3 separate regions of the Mus musculus genome follow, and regions 1 and 2 are each linked to region 3. The links are chromatin contacts, called in public HiChIP or PLAC-seq maps. All regions are on one chromosome and are shown on one strand. Each heading gives the region's core, a stretch centred on a gene start, on an enhancer-like site or on the middle of the called end of the contact. The rest is flanking DNA. Distances are from core to core; before and after follow the strand shown.

What was found. HiChIP or PLAC-seq counts read pairs in DNA pulled down with a chosen protein or histone mark.
Region 1: a contact with region 3 is called in a RAD21 HiChIP or PLAC-seq map of pro-B cells, with 5 times the contacts expected there. The contact joins two enhancer-like sites. A contact is called at or near these places in 1 of 15 datasets of contacts at CTCF or cohesin (pro-B cells), 5 of 484 Hi-C or Micro-C datasets (the C10 cell line, the G1E-ER4 cell line, bone marrow-derived macrophages and 2 more) and 2 of 115 datasets of contacts at active chromatin or transcription factors (bone marrow-derived dendritic cells and large pre-B cells).
Region 2: a contact with region 3 is called in a RAD21 HiChIP or PLAC-seq map of pro-B cells, with 6 times the contacts expected there. The contact joins the promoter of Ncam2 here to the enhancer-like site in region 3. A contact is called at or near these places in 4 of 39 promoter capture datasets (embryonic stem cells, liver and neutrophils), 1 of 15 datasets of contacts at CTCF or cohesin (pro-B cells), 2 of 484 Hi-C or Micro-C datasets (the G1E-ER4 cell line and cerebellar granule neurons) and 1 of 115 datasets of contacts at active chromatin or transcription factors (large pre-B cells).

What each region holds. Positions count from the first base shown.
Region 1 is chr16:81,327,565-81,332,333 of GRCm38.p6, forward strand. The region is part of intron 1 of Ncam2 (neural cell adhesion molecule 2); the gene reads left to right. Among named protein-coding and RNA genes, the nearest start is that of Ncam2, 130 kb to the left of the region's middle. Within about 2 kb of position 3,142, at least 5 of the 459 cell types and tissues checked have an H3K27ac peak or open chromatin away from gene starts, as enhancers often do.
Region 2 is chr16:81,198,761-81,203,257 of GRCm38.p6, forward strand. It overlaps Ncam2 (neural cell adhesion molecule 2), which reads left to right and starts at 1,937. Exons shown (of 18, transcript NM_001113208.1): 1 at 1,937-2,208. The coding sequence starts at 2,154.
Region 3 is chr16:81,586,596-81,591,613 of GRCm38.p6, forward strand. Ncam2 (neural cell adhesion molecule 2) reads left to right here. Exons shown (of 18, transcript NM_001113208.1): 15 at 3,036-3,216. Among named protein-coding and RNA genes, the nearest start is that of Ncam2, 390 kb to the left of the region's middle. Within about 2 kb of position 3,561, at least 2 of the 459 cell types and tissues checked have an H3K27ac peak or open chromatin away from gene starts, as enhancers often do.

The sequences.
Region 1 (4,769 bases), core at 1,892-4,391, 260 kb before region 3:
TTACATTTTTCTTCACTTTACATCCTGGTCTCTGTGTTCCTCTCCTCCTGGCACCCTCCTCTCACAGTCTCCTCCCTACTTGTCCTCTCCCCTTCTCCTCTGAGAGGGTGGAGAGACCCTACCCCCATATCCAGAGAGTCCATACTCAGGGTTAGGCTTATTCTCTCTCTCTGAGTCCAGACAAGGCAGTCAAGCTGGAGGAACAGGATCCACAGATAAACAACAGCTTTAGGTACAGTCCAATCACAGTTGGTGCGGGACCCACATGGTGACCAATCTGCACATCTGTTACATATGTGTAGCGACTCCTAGGTCCTTCCCATTCATGCTTTTTCTCTGGTGGTTTAGTGTCTGAGATTATCCAAGAGTACAGGTTAGTAGACTCTGTAATATTGTAGAGCTCCTATTCCCTCTCGGGACCCTAGCTCCCTCCCCCAACACTGCATAAGACTCCCTTAGCTCCATACAATACTTTGCTGTGGGTCTCTGTTTCAGTCAGCTGCTGGGTGGAGCCTCTCAGAAGACAGTTATGCTAGACTCCTGTCTGCATCATTAATAGTGTTAGGGATTGGTGTTTGTCCTTCAGATGGGCCTCAATTTGGGCCAGTCATTGGTTGGCATTCCCTCAGTTATGTGTCATATTTACAGAAATTTATCATGAGTAAAATTGTTTCTATTACAGGGTGGCAATTCAGATATGATTCACTCCTTAGTTTAACTTTAGTCTCATAATTGAGAAATGTTGAGTGATTGAAGAAATCTCAATGATGTGTGTGTATATTCATTTATCAGTGATGTGTATATTTGCTATAATTCATGTCTTCCTGTATTTGTATAAATATAATAAAATTGGTTTACTGTGAGTGTAAATATTTATATATGGATTATGTAGACTAACTAGAAAAATTAAGAAAGCTAAGTGTCTATCTGTCCAATATAATAGATGTACTCAGGTTACTGGGTTAGTTCATGTTATATGTAAATGTAGTTAAGTACCAACATTATATACCCAGATATCCTGATGGTACTTTAGGAAAACTCCAATGTGTCCTATAATGCCAAATCCAGCTGCAGAAACAAATTAAAAATGAGTTTGCATAACACTAATATCCATTGCTAATATATTTCAACAGTAATTTGCTTTTGCAAAAATAAATTCTAGGATTTTTAGAGCTACTCCATAGACTTGATGAAACTATGTAAGATAAGAAAAATACACCCTTCCTATAAAATAGGAGAATAAAATGGGTCATGAGTCTAAAAATATACATAAAACAGGGGAGAATGTTTACAGAGTCACCAGATTGTAAATTTTCATGAGCAGTTGGTCCCAAAACCTTGTGTAAATACCAGTTTAGCAAATTACGAGCATAAAATACCAAGATTTACATAGGAGGATGGGCTGATAAGGGAGTTGGAATATATTTACATCAATAGAAATTCGGCTGGAAAAAATAAGTCCGGACATTCATATTTGTGTATTTTCTCTCTTCCCACTTAGAAGAGAGAAAGATAATCTATATTTTGAGTTATTTTTAAATCTCAATATTGCATTGGTATGTGTATATGTAAATTTTCATGAGCTTTGGTCTCAAAACCTTGTGTAAATATATATGTTAGTATATTGATATATGAAATATATGAAATATATCAATATACTATATGCATGTTAATGGCTTAAGCTGTGCCTGAAAGCAGTCTTGGCAATGATTGGAATTTATGAAAATACGAAGGTCTGCAAAGAATAGGAAAACCAAAAACAAAGAAACAAACAAAAAAGCCCTGTGAGAATACCCCTAAACCCTAGGTAGCAAGTATCCATCATTTCTAAATATTGTTAACATCAACACCAACCAGAAATATATCCTTATCTGTTGAAAGAACTGACTTGAGGTTTAATATGCCAAAATGTATCATGAAGAGTGGTTCAAGTTGAAAGGAATTTGGCAGTTCTTATGGGGAGATTAAAATGCATTCATCAATAGATACGAGAGAGAAGTTCCAATGCTTACTCAGTCCTTGTGCTTAAAATAATAAAGATTCCAATTAGCATGTTCTTTCATCCACTTGCCTGCATAGCAATTCTGTAGCAAGAGGAGATGCCCACATAGTCACTCATCCCTGTCCTTGATGTATGACATTGAATTAATGATGTCAGAGATACAGACTAAGACAGAAACTCATCAATTCCCCTGAAGAAGCTTACACTCCACTTAGAATAAAGATAAATGCATTGCTTTTGGTCGTGACAGCCAAAATAGAGGTCAGTGATTACCTGTAGGAGAGGGCATGATTGAAGTACTTCAAAGGCAGTTTGCTAAAGAGGAAGAGACACCAGAGGGACACAGGAAGGGAGAAAGGAGATTAAATGCTCTGTTACTGTCAAGAGTGAAGCCAGTCTCCGTGCCCCTTCTACACTGCTTTCCCTGTTTCTGATTAATCAGCACTGTTCCTTCTTGAAGACAATTTTGTTTTGAAATGTGGTATTTTAAATAGTTGATTCCTTTCAAAAACACAAACACAATTCTTAAAATAAGAACTGTAGGTAGAAAGAATAAAGTATTCATTCCACCAATCTAACACCATTATACATCGTCAACTCATTTGTTTTTTGGATAAGTGAGTATATTTTGCATTGCTACATTGAAACCATCTAGCAGGTGTGCTCTGTTTTCCATTTTCTATGCATTGCTGGGTGTATCAGATATGTTTTAAACTGCCAGTGCATCTTAACTTTAGGCATAGTTAGCAACATAACATAAGACTGACTGCCCCCTCACTTTGCTTTTTTGTTTGTTTGCTGGATTATTTTAGTCACTACAAAACTACAAAAAAAATCATTGTACTTATTACTATCTTGCAATTAAAATATGTTGACACAAGAGAAATTTAGCTAAACATTAAGACTTCACTTCTACTAAGAGGTAGATGGGTAATAGAGACCCAATAGTTTGTTTCCAGACTATTCTTTCAGCAGATACTTATTGTGATGGGACCAGTTTAAGGTTGGAAGGCCACAGCGCTCCCCAGAAACTCTCCCCCAGGATTGCTCCAATCCAACAAATGGAAACTCATAGTGAGTCCTGGGTTCACAGGTGGTAAGATAGCATCAGCCCACATAAATCTATAATTTACACAGCTAATTCTGAGTTGCCGGCTGCCACCAGGTGGCACCAAATACAATTTAGAAATGAATGGCTTCAGTGGGTGTCCCTGTTGGTGTTAAACTGGGCACTCTCAACTTTAGTAGTTTTGCAACTTTGCAGCTTACAGTACTCAACATTCTAAGATTATGTTTATCTTGTTACAGAGGAGTTTGCTCTTTAGTGTTTGAAATTGGAATGAAAGAAATATCCCACCACAATAGAATATTGAGATTCTGTACTTGATTATACTTTCAGTGTGTAAATTTCAGGGAAGCTGAAACGTCACACATTATATATCCACTGAATTCTTTTAACATCCCCATTGCAAAGGCATTAAGGTATGGGCAGAATATCTTCCTGAGTAGTGCATTGGTGTGGTCCCTTTTCTTCTGGTTTTGACAGATAATACCAAGGATGGTATATTGACCACAGTTTTTATTAGATGCAATGTTTAAAAAGACAACCTTAGGCCTTTGATGTAGATGTGCTCACCGACTATTTTCTAAATTAGATAATTCTAAATCATCTGCTTATTTATCACATCACTATTTATTGATTGATTTCCTAGTCAGATATTGATTGATTCCACGATGCCTGGCTCTTAGATATGGAGTAGTGAATCAAATAAAGTCTAGTGTGGCGGAAAAAAAATTCACAACTAAATTGCCTCTGTGATGCTGAACTGGGAAGGTTGCCTCACACTTAGCGTTTCCAGGAGGTTATACACACTCACCGTACTAAGGCCAAGGTTACCCAAAGCCACATATTAATGCCCCGTGTCATATTTACCTATTTTATTCTAACAGTTGTCTAAACGCAGTAGATAAGAACTAAGGGTTAATAACGACTGCTTAATCTATGCTACTATCAGACGTCCTTACATTCTCTTCAGATAGCCTTCCCTTTCTGTTCTTGCCTATCACAGACTCTTTAGCTTGAAAATTCTGGATCAGGAATGGCAATGAAACAGCTCAGCAGGTAGAGGTACTTGCTGCCAGGATGATTAGCTGGATCTCATCTCTGGGCCAGAAGAAAGTCTCTTTCATAGTGAAAAGATTGCTAAATTCTGGAGATAGTTCTCTGACCTTGACATGTGCACATAAGGCACAAGCATGCCTATGTTATATATATATAACATATCAAGAAACCACATCCAATTTCAGTTTTGATAATTTCCTAGAGAGATACAAAACATGGAACAGCTGCCCCCATTCTTAGGTTCCCATTTTATATATATTAGAGGACAGCCGTGCTAGGTTCCTATTTGCTACCATAAGATGACATCAGTAATAGTGTCAGGGTTTTTGGTGCCTGTGCATGGGATGGATCCCAAGTTGGGCTGGTCACTGGATGGCCTTTTTTTTTTTCAGTTTCTCCTCCATTTTTTTTTCTTGAATTTCCTTTAGACAGGAACAATTCTGGGTGAGATATTTTGAAGATGGTTGGTGGCTCCATCTCTCCACTGGGGTCCCTGTCTATCTACTGGAGGTGGTCTCTTCAGGTTCCATCTACTTCAACTAAAGTCCTCGGTTTAATAGCTGAATAGTATTCCATTGTGTAAATGAACCACATTTTCTTCATCCATTCTTTGGTTGAGAGACATCTGGGTTCTTTCCAGCTTCT
Region 2 (4,497 bases), core at 687-3,186, 390 kb before region 3:
AATTGAGGAAGGATTACACATCACCTCTTTAGACAGCCAAAAGACAAGATTTTGCTCAACCAATTTTTCCATGCTCTTGCAGCTTGCTTACTATTGCTGTGATGAAGCACCAAGCCCAGAAGCATGCAGAGTCCAAAGATGATTGGCTTGCATTTCTCAACCACAGTCTGTCATGAAAGGTGCTGTGGTCAGGAACTCAACGAATGAACCTGGAGATAGGAACTGAAGCCGAGGAATGCTGTTTTCTGACTTGCTCCTCATGCTTGCTTAGCCTGCTTTGTAAAACAACCCCAGAAACACCTACCTGCCCACGAGGCAAATTTTCAAATGAAGCATCCTTTTCTCACATGATTCTAGTTTGTGTCCCACTGACAAGAACTAACCACTGGACATACAAAAAAAATAATTCTCTGTCTGTCTCTTTTTCTCAAAACACACCAGTATGAATACAATCAGATTTGAGCTATATATGCCATATTATAATATGAACATTTAGATGGAAACTCCACCAATCGAGGATAGACCATTGCTTCTCTATTTCTTTCTCTGTTCTGACCTTAATGAAGTCGAGTATTCAAATTACTTTATAGTATCAGACTGTTCTCTGTCATAGTCCACATATTTACTTTAAAATAAATTGGCTCTAAGTAATAAGAAAAAGAGTGCACACCCTTACAGAATAATAATCCTCTCATCATTAAGTGTAGGTCCCTTTGCATGTGTGTGTGAACAGGCATGTTCATGCATGTGCAATAGGTACTTAGCTAATCCGGGTGTCAATTTGAAAACCTGCAAGCTTTGTGGGGAAGAGATTAGTTTTCATCTGCAGTATGTTCATAAGAGTCGACTGTGGTTGTACATGTGTACTTGCTGATAAGAAAAACACCAGGGAGCTCTCTGAGTCTGGGGTGAGCTGGTTGATCACTCTAAGGAACCTGAACAAAGTGTTGGCTAGGAACCTTTTGTCAGCTGTGTCTGCTCACTCTGATCGGGGCAGAGACCAGATCCTGGGGCCAGAGATTCTGGTTCTGATTAGTCTCTTGTCATAGGTGTCATAGTAAAGTGACAGTTTATGTCCCTGTTCCACCAGCGGAAATATCGTGATCAACCCCAGACTTTGGTTGCATGACACCACAGCTCCATGCTTACTCCTCCAGTCACACTTTCAGGTGACACACACACTCAGTTGTGAGGGGTGCAGGTACAGTGGGGTTTGCAGGTGAGTGGGCCTTAAAAAGAACCCCAGCTCAGGTCCTCCATTTACATTCCCGGATCTCTCTCTTCAGACACTGACAAGGAAATGTTACCTCACAGTGCTAATCCTAGATGGTGTATAAAAAAAAAAAAAAAAAAACCCAAGACCCTCCTAGATCTTAGCCCTCAGCAGCGCCCCCCTTTAGGGAGGGGATCCACTCATCCCAATGAATTGGGACCTAAAGATGCACTGCATGAATGTCTTTCTTGGTCCATCTAAAGCAGGGGCTAGTAGCCATACACCCTAGGAGACAGTTGTTCCCCTGATCCACAGGGAAGTGTCAAAGCACTAAGGGTGTCAGGCCAGGCCAGGGTTAAGTCCTAGGATAGACACAGACCCTGCCACCCCAGCTCTTTAGGAACCAAAGGTCAATACTTCCTGTGCCTCTGGGGCTCGCCCTCTGCAGTACTCAGCAACCCGGCCACACCTGCGGGGTCGCAAAAGAGCCAGAGGGTGCTGGTGTCCAGGCGTCCCTGTTCCCCGTGAGCATGCACCATCCGCATAGCTAGAAAAGCCCGGGACTCCTGGGCTCGAACCCGTGGCTGGGGCTCCACTGCGGACGAATCCCGGGGCCGCGCGTGCCTGGCTCGCAGGGCGAGCGCGCGGAGGGATCCGCCGGGGCCGCGCCTCCCCGCCCCGTCCCGCCCCCGCCTCCTCCCGCCGGCTCCGCTGCCGCCGCGGCGGCCGCTGCTGCCGCCGCCGCCGCCGCCTGGATATAGTGCGGCAAGGCGCGGAGCTTGCAGTCACTTTGCGAGGAGGAGCGCGCGGCGGGCTGCGGGCGGCTGGGGCACCCGGGAGCGGCGGCGGGCTAGCAGAGGCGGCCGTGGCAGCGGAAGGTTCTCTCTCCGGGGCTGGACTTAATAACTTTGGAACTGTCCGCCGGTGTCACGTCCTGAACATGAGCCTCCTCCTCTCCTTCTACCTGCTCGGGTTGCTTGTCAGGAGCGGGCAAGGTAGGAGTGTGCGGCTTTCTTGCTTCACTTTCCCTCCCCCTCTCCACCCAACCCGGAGAGGCAAAGAGCGAGGCTCCCGGGGCCACGAAACCCAGGCACCAAAGTTGCGGTGGTTCTTGAGGCGACTGTTGGGATTTTACCTCTTTCTTTACGCGGCCCCTCAAATTCTATCCGTTTGCTCGAAAGACCCCTTAAATAAGAGAGGAGACCGTGCGGAATTGGAGATAAGCATCGTCGGTGTGAAAGAGATCATGGGAGGGAAAATTGCTCCAGCTTCTGGGATTTTTTTTTTTTTTTTTTTTTTTTGGCTTATTCTCTCTTATTACCCGAAATTGGATGAGTGTGTTGGTGTGTATTCACAGTTAAATATCTGAGGTTGCGGAAGGGAAGGGCATGGTGATGTTTTACAGAAGAGGCAAAAACTACCAGCATTAAAGTCGTTTATCAAAAATCTCTGTGGTGTGCAAGAAATTCAATTCTTAGAGATTCTTTTCTTCTTTCCCAACACCAGTTTTTTTTTTTTTTGGGGGGTGGTGGGTGGGCTGTGAAGTGAACGTTTGATGGCTTATTTATGTTGGAAACTAACAGGGGCCATAGATGCTGTAAAACAGCAAATGGCTAAAACTAGGGTTGTGTTGCAGGCGTTCATTGTGACCCCCCCTCCTTTGAATATAGCATAATCTGAACACGATCTATCATTCGATTTGAATTGCACCTGTAAGGGATTTGGAAGGTTGGGGAGCACTGGGAGTACTGGGGAGCTTTTTATTTATTTATTTTTTAATTTGGGTGGGGGAGAGAGAGAAAAAACGTGTTAGAATAGCCCTAGGGACAATTGGTTGAAGCAATCTTTGCTAATCTGTATATAGATGATAGGCATTATGAATTTATCATTCTGCCTTCCATAGTCTACGTTCACATAAAATATATTCACAATCATTTGAAACGTTTTGAACTGTCCAGACAAGTTTGGACATTTAATTGGGGGGAGACAAAATACCAAAATATGCACTGGTGGAAGTCTTAAAGGCAAAGGTAATATCCATAATTCTCCTATTACATGAAAGTGCAGGAATGCCATATTATTTGTGCGGCATTTTCTATGAAATTAATAAAATGCAAGATAAGTTAAAATATGTTCTCTAGATCCAATTCTAAGCATTTTTCCCCACCGCTTCTGCGTTGCTCATGTGCTCCAGCAGGGGGTGGTATAACTCCATTTTAAGCAAGAAATGCTTGTTTCTGCTCTTGCACCCACTGTCCTTCTATCATCCCTCAGTAGGGCTTGGCATTTTGGATGTAAAGACTTCCTTTCTCTGTCTTTCTCTGAAACTACAGTGAAATGATGAACCACGATTGGATGTAGATTTTTATGTTCTGAAGTACAAATTCACATGCTAGATATTGCTCTCATTTATAAAGTGCCTCTTTCTGCCATCCTAACAGAGGATGGGTAATATTTCAGTCTCAGAAAAAATTGCAGATAGATCCATCGGAAGCTCATATTAGTCTTGTTCATTAATCCAGTCACCTCTCTTGCAAAGATCAGCATACACTTGTTCACTACAAGATACAGAGCTGTCATTTTGTGGGTGGGTTGGGTTGGTAGTTGTGTTTAACTGTTCATTTGTAACATGGAGAGGCAGTTCTGAATTCAAACAAGGCAGTCTGAAAAATCTAACTTAGATGCAATTGCAATTAGGAGAGTGTAGTGTGAAGTAATATGGGGGCAAGTTTGTGCCGATTGATGCGCTGTCTGGAGGAAATCATCCCAGTTGTAGAGTCTGTGCATTTATCATCGCTGATGCCAAGTGTGCTGGAATTCAGGGAAAGGGGAGAGGTTGGAATGCTTAAGTAGCTAGGCATAAACAGTGCACAAAGGCAGATACACTTTGGGTCTCTAGATGTAGCCTGTATTTGAAATTGTGATTTAGCTGATTTATAATCAGCACGCAGGGTGGTTAGAGAGGAGAACTGTGGCAAGGAAGCCTGCCTGCAGGGGAACCCATATTCCTCGTCAATGAAACAGGACAGACGGATGGCATCTTTGTAAAGAAGATCTCTCTGTCTCGTGCAGTGGCATGCCATGCAGACACCCTTAGTGGAGTATCCGGGGGAACCAGCTTTTCTGTGAACAAGCATGTAGTATCGCTGTGCCATGTGCTGTAAGGAAGTCAAAGACGCCTGGAAACAGAAATCCTTATCCAGGAGTCTAAATTTCTCTAGGCTGCTGTTTTCTTCTCTAATTACGGGTGCAGCCGCAAGTATCAGACACACCATTGGGAGCTA
Region 3 (5,018 bases), core at 2,311-4,810:
TAACTTAAGAAAAAGTGAAGAAAATCAATGGCATAAAATCAGTTGGGACAAGCATCAGTGCTTAGGGCACACATTTTAAGTGTTAACTGTCTTTTTAAAACTATGTCAAATCTAGATATGTAAAATACCTAAATGGAACAGATAAACATAACTTATTAAAGAGTCTTAAGTTGGTGAATCTAGAAAGCTGAGCCCTGATTATTAAGGAAACATATTTCATAGTTATAAGAAGTGTATTATAATACAATAGCCCTCCAAAACATATTAGCATGTATATTGCAATATGTTTAAAAATATCAATTACAGATAATTTGAAATATTTCAAAGGGTAAATAGTAATGAATAATATGCAATAAGAAACATTTGAGTGATTTATTTTCCTTATGCTTTTTTGCTATGAAATAGATAAGTTTTATTTATCTTAGTATTGATATTATAAAACACACACTTGTCTAAAAAGGTAATATAACTATGAATCAACCTGTTAACTCAAGTTATTAATTTACAAATAGCCCTATAATAGGAAAATATCAGAACTGATAAAAAGTTTTATACCTTCTAAGTGGAAAATTGAAAAGCTAATTTGCATTAATTCTGGTTACTTCTGTAAGGACATATAAGGAATGGGTAAATGGACCATATGATCAAGACATTGTAGGCACCAAGAGTTACTTACTACTCCTGTGAATGTTAAATCATACATGCGGGAGTTAGATGGACAAAAATGCAATATTGACATCTTGATTTCACTTCTATTAAGTCTCATTTTATAATTATTATTTTTTATGTAAGATTTTGTTGGCTACAGTTTCTTCCAAGTCTTAAGAAAGGTAATGGGTTACTTCTTGCTGAGAATGAGGGAATTAAGAGCCTCATTTATGAACATAAAGCATTGTCCTTTACATGGAACATAGGAGGTAGTGCCCTAAATTGTGACATTAGGATGCACATCACTAAACAAGAGCTGTCTTAACTGTGATATGGTCTTAACATTTCTTACAAAACAATTGTTTTATAAAAGCTTTGTTCAAGGACCATGACAATATTCAAAAGAACCTGCTCTCGCTGTCTAATTGGCATATTAGTAATAGTCCTACTCAGCAAATCATCTCATTTAGCTACCTAGAGGGACACTTTGCCACTCGTTATCTCAAATCATTCCCTGGACACTCTTGTTCTAGAAATGAGGCAGTCTACAAATGCATAAATGAGATTCTCATGCCTAGGGGAGTATTTGGTAACGCCCACCTTAATTTTTTTCTATTCCATATGGAGTAGCAATTAGGGGATTAAAATACCTCCTTGTCTTAGGTTGAATGGAAAATAAATTAATTTATATGAGAGAATCACCACCCCTCTCTTGGCTTCCTTACACTGTCAGCATAAAATGACATAGGGATTTAATTTCCTACATTACGAGTTCAAGCAACTAAGTGTTCAATGGTTGGTGATTTAGAAGTCACTAGTACAGCAAATGTTTGATTTTAGGAAATAGCATTTTTGAAAATTAGAAAATTTACATCAAATCTCTACATCCCATAATTTATATTTTTGCACATTTTGGAATCATACACGAAAGAACAAGTTGTGAGAATAACCTTTGCCCCAGAATAGTCTATCAGTAGGCATGATCTAAAATTTCATATGTGACTTCCCTCCAAACAAAATAATAGTCACATATGGTCCCAGATCAGAATTTCATAGAGCATCTCTGATTATTGGACTCAGGCCACAGACACAAACAAATGAAAAATATCTTCAGCTTTATTCATCTTCTGTCTTTATAGAAAGCACACATAACCTTAAATGTTGGAAAATCTGACACATGGACTAGAAATTTGTTTCAGTCTTATGACTACTAACAACCCTTGCCAAGGACATGTGTTGAGTAGCCTACACATTTATTTTGAGGGTCACAACCTGCTGTAACTGCAGTTACAGAGTCAGCTTGCATCAACATGACCATGTGCATATACACACAGGTTGTGTAGACAGGCTTGCAAACAAAGCATATGCTCTTAAAGTTTTAAAAGAGCACAAATTATGCTGTTAATAGTATCTGGGACTTTTATATTTAAGTGATTAATTTGACAGAATCCAATAATTATCTTCCATTAGACAATTTAATTTAGATAAACAGGGCAATAGATTTTGCTTTATTCATTAAAGTAGTTTGGATGGCTTTTCAAATATGGAGCTATTTAAATACCAACCGCTCTAAAACTCTTACAGAAGGAATAAAATAATATATATATAGTAACTTTGAAGATGGAAACAATCATGGTGACCTTAAGCTGTGCATTTTAAGACAGATATCTAAAGCTGCAAGACTCATGCAACTGAGACAGTATTCCTGCAAGGTTGAGGTTATCCTGTATATACACTGCTTGATGCAAAGAAGGTGATGGAGTGGAAGAAGAGGAAGAGAGATAGATGTAGAGATAGAAATAAAGATAGTGATACATAGAGAGAAAAGAGAGAATGAGAGAAAATAAAGAAGAAAATAGACAAAAATGAGCTATTTGGTCTTTCATTGTTCATGGAAAAACATAGCATTGTTTTGCATTATTGAAAATGTGTTTTCTATATTTTCCTTGTGTATTATTTCATTACAGTCATGTAAAACACTACTTAAAGTATACATCTATAAATACTTTCCTATATTTACCTCACAGATAGTTCTATTCAACAAATGTTAGTAATAGTCTCTGGCAATTATTCAATTATCCATTTTTTGACAGTCGAAAAAAATGACTGTAAACCTAGTTCATGTTTGACTATAAGGAGTAAAATTCTATAAGTTGACTTATACTACTCCTTGATTAATTTGCAGTAACATCAGTTTTTGGATAGTATATTAATGTTTATAGAGAAATATTAGAAATGATGCTGAATTAATTACATTAGAAATTTCACACATCTCCTTTTATAAGACTGAGCTAATAAAAGTATTTACATCATTCCAATAAAATTTATTTAAAGTAGAACCTTTTCATAGCACTATTTACCTAAACCTCCTTTCTCTGCTTCCACAGAAAGACAAGGAAGATCAGTGGCTAGAGAAGAAGGTACAGGGAAATAAAGACCACATTATCTTGGAGCATCTGCAGTGGACAATGGGCTACGAAGTGCAAATCACAGCTGCCAACAGACTGGGATATTCTGAGCCTACTGTATATGAGTTCAGCATGCCCCCAAAACCCAACATTATTAAAGGTAAGCAAGATGTTAGCCTTGCTTAAAAGTAGCACTGCATCATCTTTGTAAACCCTCTGATCTATTTGACAAATGATGAAAATTAACATAGATAAACTGAAATGTCCGTTTTAGGTTCTAATCATGATTACTGTTGCATATAATAGTGGAGTTCCACAGTTCTTGTCAGTAGGAGATATTGCATATTTAAAAAGAAAAAGATCTGATGTCTTTAGCAGGGTCACTGAAATGGGGATGATGAGCAGAGGGGGCGGAATGAAGGGGACAAGGACAGATGAAAATGTCCCTGAGAACATTTGGTGAAATGAGAAGAAATGTTTGCAAAGACAAGGTCTCTGCCAACCACTCGGGAGCTTGTTTTCCAGCTCTGGTTTGTTTGTGCGCAGCTGAAGACAAGCTCAGCCATGCCTGACCAAGGAAGTTGATTTTAAAAACAAAATCACTGAGGCAGAAACAACTTAAAATGCACTTTGATTAAGAACTAGAGCTGGAATTACAAACAGGGTCAAATAAACCAGGTATCTCTTATCTTTTTTTAAAAAATATAAACCAATCATTGATCTCCCTGGCAGGTATAATCCTTATTCCACTGCACATTAACATGCTAATAACATACCGTTATTAAAATTATTCTCAGAATCATTCTATGAGTACAATGAAGACAGGGCATATGCCAAATCAAAATGATATTCAATTCTTTCAACTAGCTGTAAATTAAAATCTTTTCTCATAATAAGTATCATTATTTGATTTATTAATAAAGGTTTGTAAAATATATTTTTAAACATATTTCATTGCATTTATGTGATGAGAACAAAATTATTTATTCATAAAAATATGACTCATTTCACTTGTAGCACATACCATTATTAAGACATAGTATTTTTCAAGTAAGAAAATATAAGACATAATTTTGGTTATATGATTTAACTTGTAATTTTAAGAATACACTAATGTGGAATTTTTTAAACATTCTTATCCTTTCAAGTTGAATGAAGTTTAATATCATTAATCTTTGATTAAAATACATAAAAATACAGGTCATAAAGTTTAAAATTAATTGAACTTGTAACCAAGTATTACTAATATTTATTCACAATTACTTTAAACTGTATATCTTTAAAATTTCAAAGATAGGATCCTCCAAAAATATTATGGGTAGTTATTAATATTATTTTTTTAATTTGAAAAGTATTCCCGTGATATCACATTATATTCTTAGCAGTGGGGCAGGGAAGAGCTGTAGATTTTACAGGCTGCCTTTAAGTAGTTAAATGACTGTTTCATCGCAAGTCGACTTGACTTATATGTGCTTAAACCTTGCCCTTGGAAAGTGATTGATTTTCTTACATAAAAGTGGTTGGATAGTATAGTACCACTTATCAATTTATTTGTTCTGGTAAATTTGAAATATCAGCAACCTCATCTACAATTGTATTATGCTTATGGTAATTATATTCCATCATGTCTCCTAAATGTGAATTAAATAGGATCTCAAACTAAGTCAACGTAGCTGACAAAGGAATCTAAAGTATGTCCAACTTCCTGAATTCTCATATCAGTTCACATAGGCAAATTAAATTAGGATTGATTGTATCCAGCCATTTGGTGTAATTTCAAATAAAAATTTTAGTAGTTTATAAACAAAAATGAAGATTTATGTAAAATAATAAATGTGATTTTATATGTGCAATGAATTAATTTTATGAATTTATGTTGTCTTACAACATCACCATAGAAATATAATAACATAATTTTTTTTATTATTTAACTTTCTCAATTAAAAACTAATATTTATGAGG